2 separate regions of the Mus musculus genome follow, and region 1 is linked to region 2. The links are chromatin contacts, called in public Hi-C maps. All regions are on one chromosome and are shown on one strand. The core of a region is the stretch at or near the end of the contact, and the rest is flanking DNA. Distances in the headings are between cores, read along the strand shown. Region 1 overlaps Itsn1 (intersectin 1 (SH3 domain protein 1A)). Region 2 overlaps Gm36587 (a long non-coding RNA gene).

The links. A called contact is a pair of places that touch in the nucleus more often than the background predicts.
Region 1: a Hi-C map of the G1E-ER4 cell line shows a contact between it and region 2, with 4 times the contacts expected there. The contact joins two enhancer-like sites. A contact is called at or near these places in 4 of 39 promoter capture datasets (3T3-L1-derived adipocytes, cranial neural crest, pre-B cells and 1 more), 13 of 484 Hi-C or Micro-C datasets (CD8 T cells, the G1E-ER4 cell line, the P5424 cell line and 8 more) and 1 of 9 other capture datasets (embryonic stem cells).

What each region holds. Positions count from the first base shown.
Region 1 is chr16:91,915,398-91,919,349 of GRCm38.p6, forward strand. Itsn1 (intersectin 1 (SH3 domain protein 1A)) reads left to right here. Exons shown (of 39, transcript NM_010587.2): 39 at 1-3,952. Among named protein-coding and RNA genes, the nearest start is that of Gm25245, 4.0 kb to the right of the region's middle. Within about 2 kb of position 2,599, at least 72 of the 459 cell types and tissues checked have an H3K27ac peak or open chromatin away from gene starts, as enhancers often do. A contact at or near this core is called in CD8 T cells, the G1E-ER4 cell line and memory CD8 T cells, where this site is marked.
Region 2 is chr16:91,364,685-91,368,523 of GRCm38.p6, forward strand. It overlaps Gm36587 (a long non-coding RNA gene), which reads right to left. Exons shown (of 4, transcript XR_876244.2): 2 at 3,176-3,474; 3 at 2,267-2,337; 4 at 803-932. Among named protein-coding and RNA genes, the nearest start is that of Ifnar2, 6.2 kb to the right of the region's middle. Within about 2 kb of position 2,102, at least 133 of the 459 cell types and tissues checked have an H3K27ac peak or open chromatin away from gene starts, as enhancers often do. A contact at or near this core is called in CD8 T cells, the G1E-ER4 cell line and memory CD8 T cells, where this site is marked.

The sequences.
Region 1 (3,952 bases), core at 1,349-3,848, 550 kb after region 2:
GGAGAACCTGAGCCAGCTGAGACCGCAGGGAGGATTTGCACCCCCAAGGGCTTTGTTTCTAGCTGTTCGGACCTGGCCTGATTCCTAGGAAGAAGCCAAACCTCTGATGGATTCTTTTCCTCTTTTAGACCCTGTCAGAATCCAGATGCACGAGAGTTAGAGACAGTTCCTCCTCCTCTTCCTCCTCCCCCTCCTCCCTCTCCTCTTCCTCCTCCCCCTCCTCCCTCTCCTCCTCTTCCTCCTCTCCCTCCCCCTCCTCCTCCTCTTCCCTGGATTGGCCCCATGGGCCCAAATTCTTGTTTTTCTTTGTTTCCCCCTTATTCTCCAAAGACACATTGAAGCTGACATTTCAGGGAATGCCTTATTGGGCAGGCCTACAGAGGCTGGCTTGTATGAGTGGTGGGAACCTCCTCAGAAGAGCCCAATCTTGCTGACTAGTAATTGACAGTAAGGAGTCCCCAACATGGGTCCTAAGATGCCACCCCCTCCTCCCCTGTATCTCCCCGCTCCTCCCCTGCACAGTCTCCTTTAAAGGGGGGTCAGCACCTGACCTTTTCCCAACTCCATTGCTTGCCTACCTGCCAAGGGACCCTGTTCTGCAGGGACGTGGGGGTGTGAGGGTCACCGGGCCAAGGTAATGCAGGAGAAAAAAGGAGGGAAGGAAAAAGGAAGAGAGAAAGAAGGAAGGATGGATGTAAGGATAGAAGGGATGGAGGAAGGAGGGAGACAGGGCAGGTGGTCAAAGAGAACGTTAAAGAGGCTTCCTCGCAGGTTATGAAGGTAAGGGCTCACTCAGTGCCACGTACTCCCCGTGGGGGTTTAGGGGACCGCATCTCTGGAGAAGAGACTCGCAAACTGAAGATGGGACTTACCCCTGCCCTCCTTGTCATGGAGACTTAGACCTCTAGTGTAGCAGCCCCTAGAACCATCACGGCTTCCTTTCTTTTTTATTTCTTTTTTAAAGATTTATTTATTATACTTAAAAAACAGACACACCAGAAGAGGGTGTCAAATCTCATTACGGATGGTTGTGAGCCACCATGTGGTTGCTGGGATTTGAACTCAGGATCTTCAGAAGAGCAGTCAGTGCTCTTAACCACTGAGCCATCTCTCCAGCCCCCACCATCACGGCTTTCTGAGTGGCAAATTCCCAGAGGCCCTTGGGCATAGCATTCTCTTTTGAATGACTCCTATTAATGAACATTGTCCTTTGAAGGGCTATTCAAGGAAATAATGAAGACTTCTTGTTAGTTTGGACTTGCAATAAATAACTGGCTGGTTGCCACAGGGACTCCTCTTTCCAGTTCCCTGTTTCCTGATACCTAGAAAGTAGCTGAGCTAGAGGAAGAGAAAGTCCCGGAGACCGTTTCCTCACAGGACATTGCACGAGGTCCCTGTGGTCCCAAGGATCCACTAATGTGTATAATGACTTCGTGTCTGTAAGCGCCAGGAAAGGTTCTGTCCTTGAGAAGCACAGGAAAATACAACCCGTGAGAAAGATGGCCAGGATCTCAGGCTCTCTAAGTTGAGAGCATTGAAACTCCTATGTCAGCACCCTGGGCAGACTGCAGTCAGGAACAGCAACACAGTGAGCAATGCTGACAGGATGCTGTTCCTTCAGGGGGGCTCTATCCTGTCCAGGCCGCCTGTTGGGGGCTGGGAGGCAGAGAAGGGACCTCCTTTGTGGCTTTTAAGCCAACTTGTAGATCTAATTTTAAGTCACTTTAATAACATAAAATTCCTGCTCAGTGGCTGGGTAGATCGCTGACAAAGTGCTAGCCCGGCAAACCTGAGGCCCTGAGTTTGATCCCCAGCCCTTTCGTAAAGAAACCAGATTCAGCATGCGTAGCTGTAGTACCAGAGCTGGGGATGTGGAGACAGGGGGATTGTTGGACTTGTTTCTTGGTGCCGTGGCTCACAGGGGTTGGGACTGGGGATGTCTTGAAGGATAAGGTACAGAAAACTCAGTACGGAAACATTAGTGTTTATCTCCACCAAACAACTAACTCAGTTCTACTCAGACCTAACTAGTTCCTTTAGTAAAAGGAGCTAATAGTTTATATTTTGGCAAATAATTCTCCTAGCACTGTGTGTGGCTGTCCTATTTCAGGGTGAATTGCCCCTACGCTGTGTCAGGTCCTATGCTATATTTTAATCGGATCTGTTCTGTTTTCTGGAGCAGCCTAGAGTCTCGCTGTTATTACAGTGATGAGTATTTTAGTGTTCGAAGTCCACCGAGGAGAGTTTCATTCAGAAGCGGGCTTATTCCGTCAGCCTTCAGATTGCCCAGCGTCCCTCCGGGATTTCTGGGGAGCTGGCCAGTGACCAAGGCTCCTTTTTACGCTGTGGAAATTCCTCCCTTCTTCTTTTAGAACCATCGTACCCGTATCCTGTGCGAGAGCTGCGCCTGTGGTTTTCTGCCTCCCCGGCTATACTCTTTTGTCTTTCTTGTCTTATCTCCTGTTCTCGGTGAAAACAAGAGTGGGGACCTTAGACAAATAGGAGCCAAAGGCAGCGTGGTGGCTTGTGTGGCCATTTCCGCACTGTGGGGCTCTTCCTACCTAGATGGTTCTATTGGCAGGGTCAAGGTGCTGGCGCCCCCTGCTGCATCCCAGCAGCATTGCTCTTGTGGAACTTGCTAGTGAGAGGGGTGGGGGTAGGGTCAGGGCTAGAACCCGACTGTAGTGCTCCCCGACTCTCCCAGCTGAGCCGTGAGCAAAGAAGGAAGGTGTGAGTGAACCCAGCGCTGGGCACCTACTGAAATGGCGTTCCTGCCTGCTGGGGTGGACAGAGACCCTCCTCAGCTTCCCTGCCTTTTCTGTGCCTTCAGAGGGGAATGTTGCAATTCAGTTCTCCACAGAAAAGGACTGGCTTCCTGAAGTAGGCCTCTGTCCCTGCGAGACAGGGTAGCCCTACTTGGTAGGATAGCAGGGTGTCTACCTGAAGACTTCGACTTTGGACGTTTTAAGTGGCAAATGGTTTGATGCAGCCCTTGGATGCCCGGAGTGTGTCTGTGAGTGAGTGTGTATGTGTGTACCAAGCATTGGGGGATGGCTGTGTGTCCCACTGAAGGAGACAGGAGATGTTTTGCTCTACCCTTCCCCAAGCTGCATTCAGGACCAGCTGGTAATGTGTGGACCAAGTGCAAAAATAAAAATGGCCTCCTCCTTGCTCCAAATGATTAGGGATTTCAGCAGGGGCAGCAGAGAACTGAGCTGAGTTTGGGCCCTGCTGTTTGGAGGGGCTCCAACACCCTGGGGCTGGCCTTGACTACACTGTGAATGGAGCAGGGAGGGCCTTGTTATGTCTTTCTTCTTTGGAAAGGTCTCCCTGGCAGGCTGCGCGGAGCTGAGATGGAAACACATCGTCCCTTCTCCCTCTCTCCCCCCTCCCTCCCTTGTTTTCTTTTCCTTTCCTTGCAGTGCTAATTATCAAAGCCAGGGCCTCGTGCATTCTTAGAAAGTGAGGTGCTTTTCAAAACTCTACTCTTTTATCTCTTAAAAGTACAAACAGTGCAGAATAATTACAGCGCCCGAACCCCCGGCTAACACCTGGAAGCGCCCTGGATGGACGGGGAATGGTCAACATAGGTTGATGGTTTCTCAAGTCTCCGTCCAGGGTGTGTCTCTGGATATCAAGTGGGGCCTTTGAGTCTTCAAAGTTGAATTTTCTGCTTTGAAATGAAACCTTTCCCTATTCAAGGGTTGGTCTCCCGGTTTCTGGTGTCACAGAGGAGATTCTAAACTACTTTAATGGAGAAGAGCCTAGAAGAGCACAGGGTCCCTGTCTGACATCGAGAGGTCCTTTGTTCCTTTAGATACTGCTTTCTGGAGAGAGAGTGGGCGGAGCCAGATGCCTCTCTGCCCTAGAGGCCAAGTGTCTGAGAGTTTACTCCTGGGAGGCAGGGCTCTCACGGGATAGATCCTCCATGTGTCTTTGGGTGTTCGCAAAG
Region 2 (3,839 bases), core at 852-3,351:
TGGGCTGAGTGCTACAAGTATTTGATGAGCAGAGGCCAAGGATGCTGGACCACTCCATCATCTAACTACTGTCTTCTATGATATGTCTATGGATAGATCTTTGAAGGTGAATTCCCTGTTTGGACTTAAGCTTAAAACCTATTTTTGTTTGGCATTTAACTATGTAATTTTTGGTACTGGACTACATTTCTCAACACTGAATGAAATTTTCCCTAAAACGACCTCGATTCTGAAGTTCACATCCCAACACTGGCCTTATTTCCATTCCTAATTCCAACACTATCTGATAGCAGATCTCCCCCTCCCCCAACCCCGCCTCCGCCTCTAATCATCTATCTCATTGGTTTGGCCATGACTCCCCGCCCACCCCACCCCCCATGTTGTTTCCACAGCAGATCCACCCTAGCCATTCTTAAACCATCTTAAACCCCTCTCCACAAAGCCAGACTTCTTATTGATCCCCATCCCCAGTGGGAAGTTCTTCTTACTCTCTGATCAATCAATTAATCAAGACTTTGTGCCCAAAACTACTGTTTGCAGACAAACGCAATTCTCGCTCTTCCTGACCATGCTGCTCAAGACATAGAAAGGATCAGGACAGAAACAAAATTGTCCTGGAGATTGTCCTGCGTGCTGGCCGCCTACTCAGAGAAAGCATTGGGACCCCATGTCTAGGTTCTTTCTTTCCTAGCACTACAGCTCCCGTGAGTCCCCAAAGCTAATACTATATAGCCTTGCTGTTCTGTAGGGTGTCTCAGTTAGGGTTTGCTGCTGTGAACAGACACCATGGCCAAGGCAAGTCTTATAAAGGACAACATTTAATTGGATCTGGCTTACAGGTTTAGAAGTTCAGTCCATTATCATCAAGGTGGGAGCAGGGCAGCATCCAGGCAGATGTGGGGCTGGAGGAGCTGAGAGTTCTACATCTTGTTCTGAAGGCAAACAGAAGGCTGGTTCTCATGTGGTTAAGAGAAGGGTCTTATTGCCCACCCTGACAGTGACACACTTCTTCCAACAAGGTCACACCTACTCCAACAAGGCCAGACCTCCAAATAGTGCCACTCCCTGGGCCAAGTATATCCAAACCATCACATAGAGATTCCCCAAAGTCCGCCTCTACAGGTTCTGAATCCACAGACTCAACCAACCTTCTGTTTAAATATTCAGGGAGGAGACTGGGGAGATTGCTACTGTATATAAAGTATTTGCCAATCAAGAATTCCCCCTCCCAGGTCCCGAGGGCTGGGCCTTTGAAGGTCATAGCCCAGACCTGGTTCCAATCTAGTTCTCTGCTTCTTTTCACTCAGGCTGCCACCAATACTTCCATGTCTTCCTCGTTATGAGGAACTGCAATCTCCCTGAGCATCGTAACGTCTCTCGTTAGAATTTAGAGCACTATTCGAAGGCTCTGTCAGTCAAGTGCGATTCTCTGGGGCTCTGTGTCCTCACCTGCCATAGGTGAGCCTTGCAAGCTCACCTGATTTAGATCCTAGGACTCAGGTAAAGATGTGGACGCAGCGACACACACTTGTAATCCCAACACTAAGGAGGCAGAGACAGGAGGATCCCTGAGGCTGGATGGACCAGCCCTTTTAGCCTAGTTGGTGACTTCTAGGCCAATAAGAGAGACCCTGTCACAAAGGATGGCAGAAGATGACACACAGGGTTGTCCTCTGGCCTCTACTCACACATTCACATACATGTATACATGTGTGTATTCATACACACGTGAACGGACACAAATAAATAGTTAATTATAAAAGAATTTAGAGTAGTATGTAGAAAGGTGAAGGAAAAGCGGAGAGAGGCCCCTCCTAGGAAAAACTGAGTCACAGCCCTTCTGCAAAGACACTGTTTAGATATAGTCTCTAATCGTGAGGGCAACACCATAGGCTCCCAGGTTAACCTGCTGTTCCATGAGTGCTGCATCCATGAAAATATGGCTGGCAGGTGAGGACACAGAGCCCCAGAGAATGGTACTGAGTCTGAAAAAAACATCAAAAAAAGGGAGGGTGATGAGTCATTTGAAGACTCTGAGGTAGGGAAAGGTCATGTGCACTGTAGCCAAGCACTTGGGTTGAGGTTGGGGCACTGGTGGCAGCTGCCTCCAGTGAGACAAGGCTTGGCTCACCACAACCTTAACACCCTGTGAGCAGATCTCTTGCAACCTCTGCTCCACTTCCTGAATCTGCCAGGTTGAGGCTGCAGGTGGTCAGTGGGGCTTGGGATTCTCAGCCTAGAGACTGAGGAACTGGCTCTCACCTACCTCAAATGTGCAGGTTTGAGGGAAGCTCATGGCCCACCAGGGCCTCAGTCATCTGGAAGGTGGTCCAGGACCTGCCAAGAGAATGTTACAGTCCAGAAATATAGCTTTGCCCCAGGTGTGTTCACAGATAGACTCAGGACCAGACCCAGCTCTCCAGACATGTTATTTGTGACTCTCTCCACCTCCCTGGAAGCATAGGAAGTTGCTGGGTATGAGGTTTTATGGACAGGAAGACCAGCCCCACACTCTGCAGCTCAGAGAATTTTACTAACTTCCCTTCCGTGAAGCCTCTGACACACATATGCATTCCATATCTAGAATGTTCTTTCTCCACAAATCTCTTACATGGCTCTTGCCACAGGCCTCCTTCTCTGCAACAGACCACTGCCACACACTTCCTGTGAAAAGCAGAAGCTGTCACTGGGGACTCTCTAGCCCTCTTCCTCCAAATACACATACGATCCACCTTCATTTTCTCCCTGACAAAGGATGCCAACCTAGCACCTGCTTCTTCAGAGAGTCAACCCTTCTCTGCATTCCTGGACTCTCCTCTGCCTGTCCCAATCACTTCAGCCTTGCCTGTCTCTCTGGGGTCATTCTTGATAGACTATGATCATTCCCAACAACATGTCATCTTCAAAACACCACTTTAGGCAGTGACACGTTGTTGCTGTGTGATAGAATTTTCCTGGGGAGATGCAAAACATACGTCTACCCACCCCAGATAAGGAGCCCATGGCAGAGCAAAGGATAAATACCACCAAAGTCCATCTTGGTGAACCAATGAGTTTTATTGAGATTACTTACCGGAACATGGGCAAGGGGTGACTTATAGGAGCAGAAGTGACTCAAACACAACACCAAAGCCCACCCCAGCATGAGTGAAGACAACTCACAAATGCTACGCACCTGGAGCACACTGCACAGCCTGCAGGCAGGTTAGAGGGTATCTTTTCCAGGTGGCTGCTTCTTCCAGGCTGCTTGACTGGTTTCTGCTTCTTCCAGGCTGCTTGACTGGTTTCTGCTTTGTCCAGGCTGGTCTTGGAATTTATTTGCAGTTTTGCTTTCCTGAGGGCAATTCTCAGCCTTTCTCTGCATTTCTAGACTCTCCTCTACTGTTTACTACAAAGGAGCCTAGTGAGTCTTGTTAGCTTCAGGGACTTCCTGAAACTATGTTGAGTTGTTTACTTTCTGTCTCAAGGGGTTTCCTGAAAGATATACAATGTTTCAATCTAGGAGGAAACTGTCGTACAACATTGGCTAAAACCCAACACTGCTAACAAGTGCTGGTAGGGATGGAGAACCACAGGGACTTTCATGCTTTGCTGGTGGGTATGCAAGGTAATGCAGCCACTTTAGGAGATAACTTGATAGTTTCCTCTACAACTGACCATATTGTACCATCTGATCTTTCAAGTATGCTCCCAAGTGTTCACCCAAGTGAGCTGAAGATCACGTGGATAAGAGCACTCACTACTCTTGCAGAGGACCTGGCTTGAGTTCCTAGGACCCACACGATGGCTCCCAACCCTTCCTAACCGCAGTTCTAGGGGATCGGATGCTGTCTTCTGAC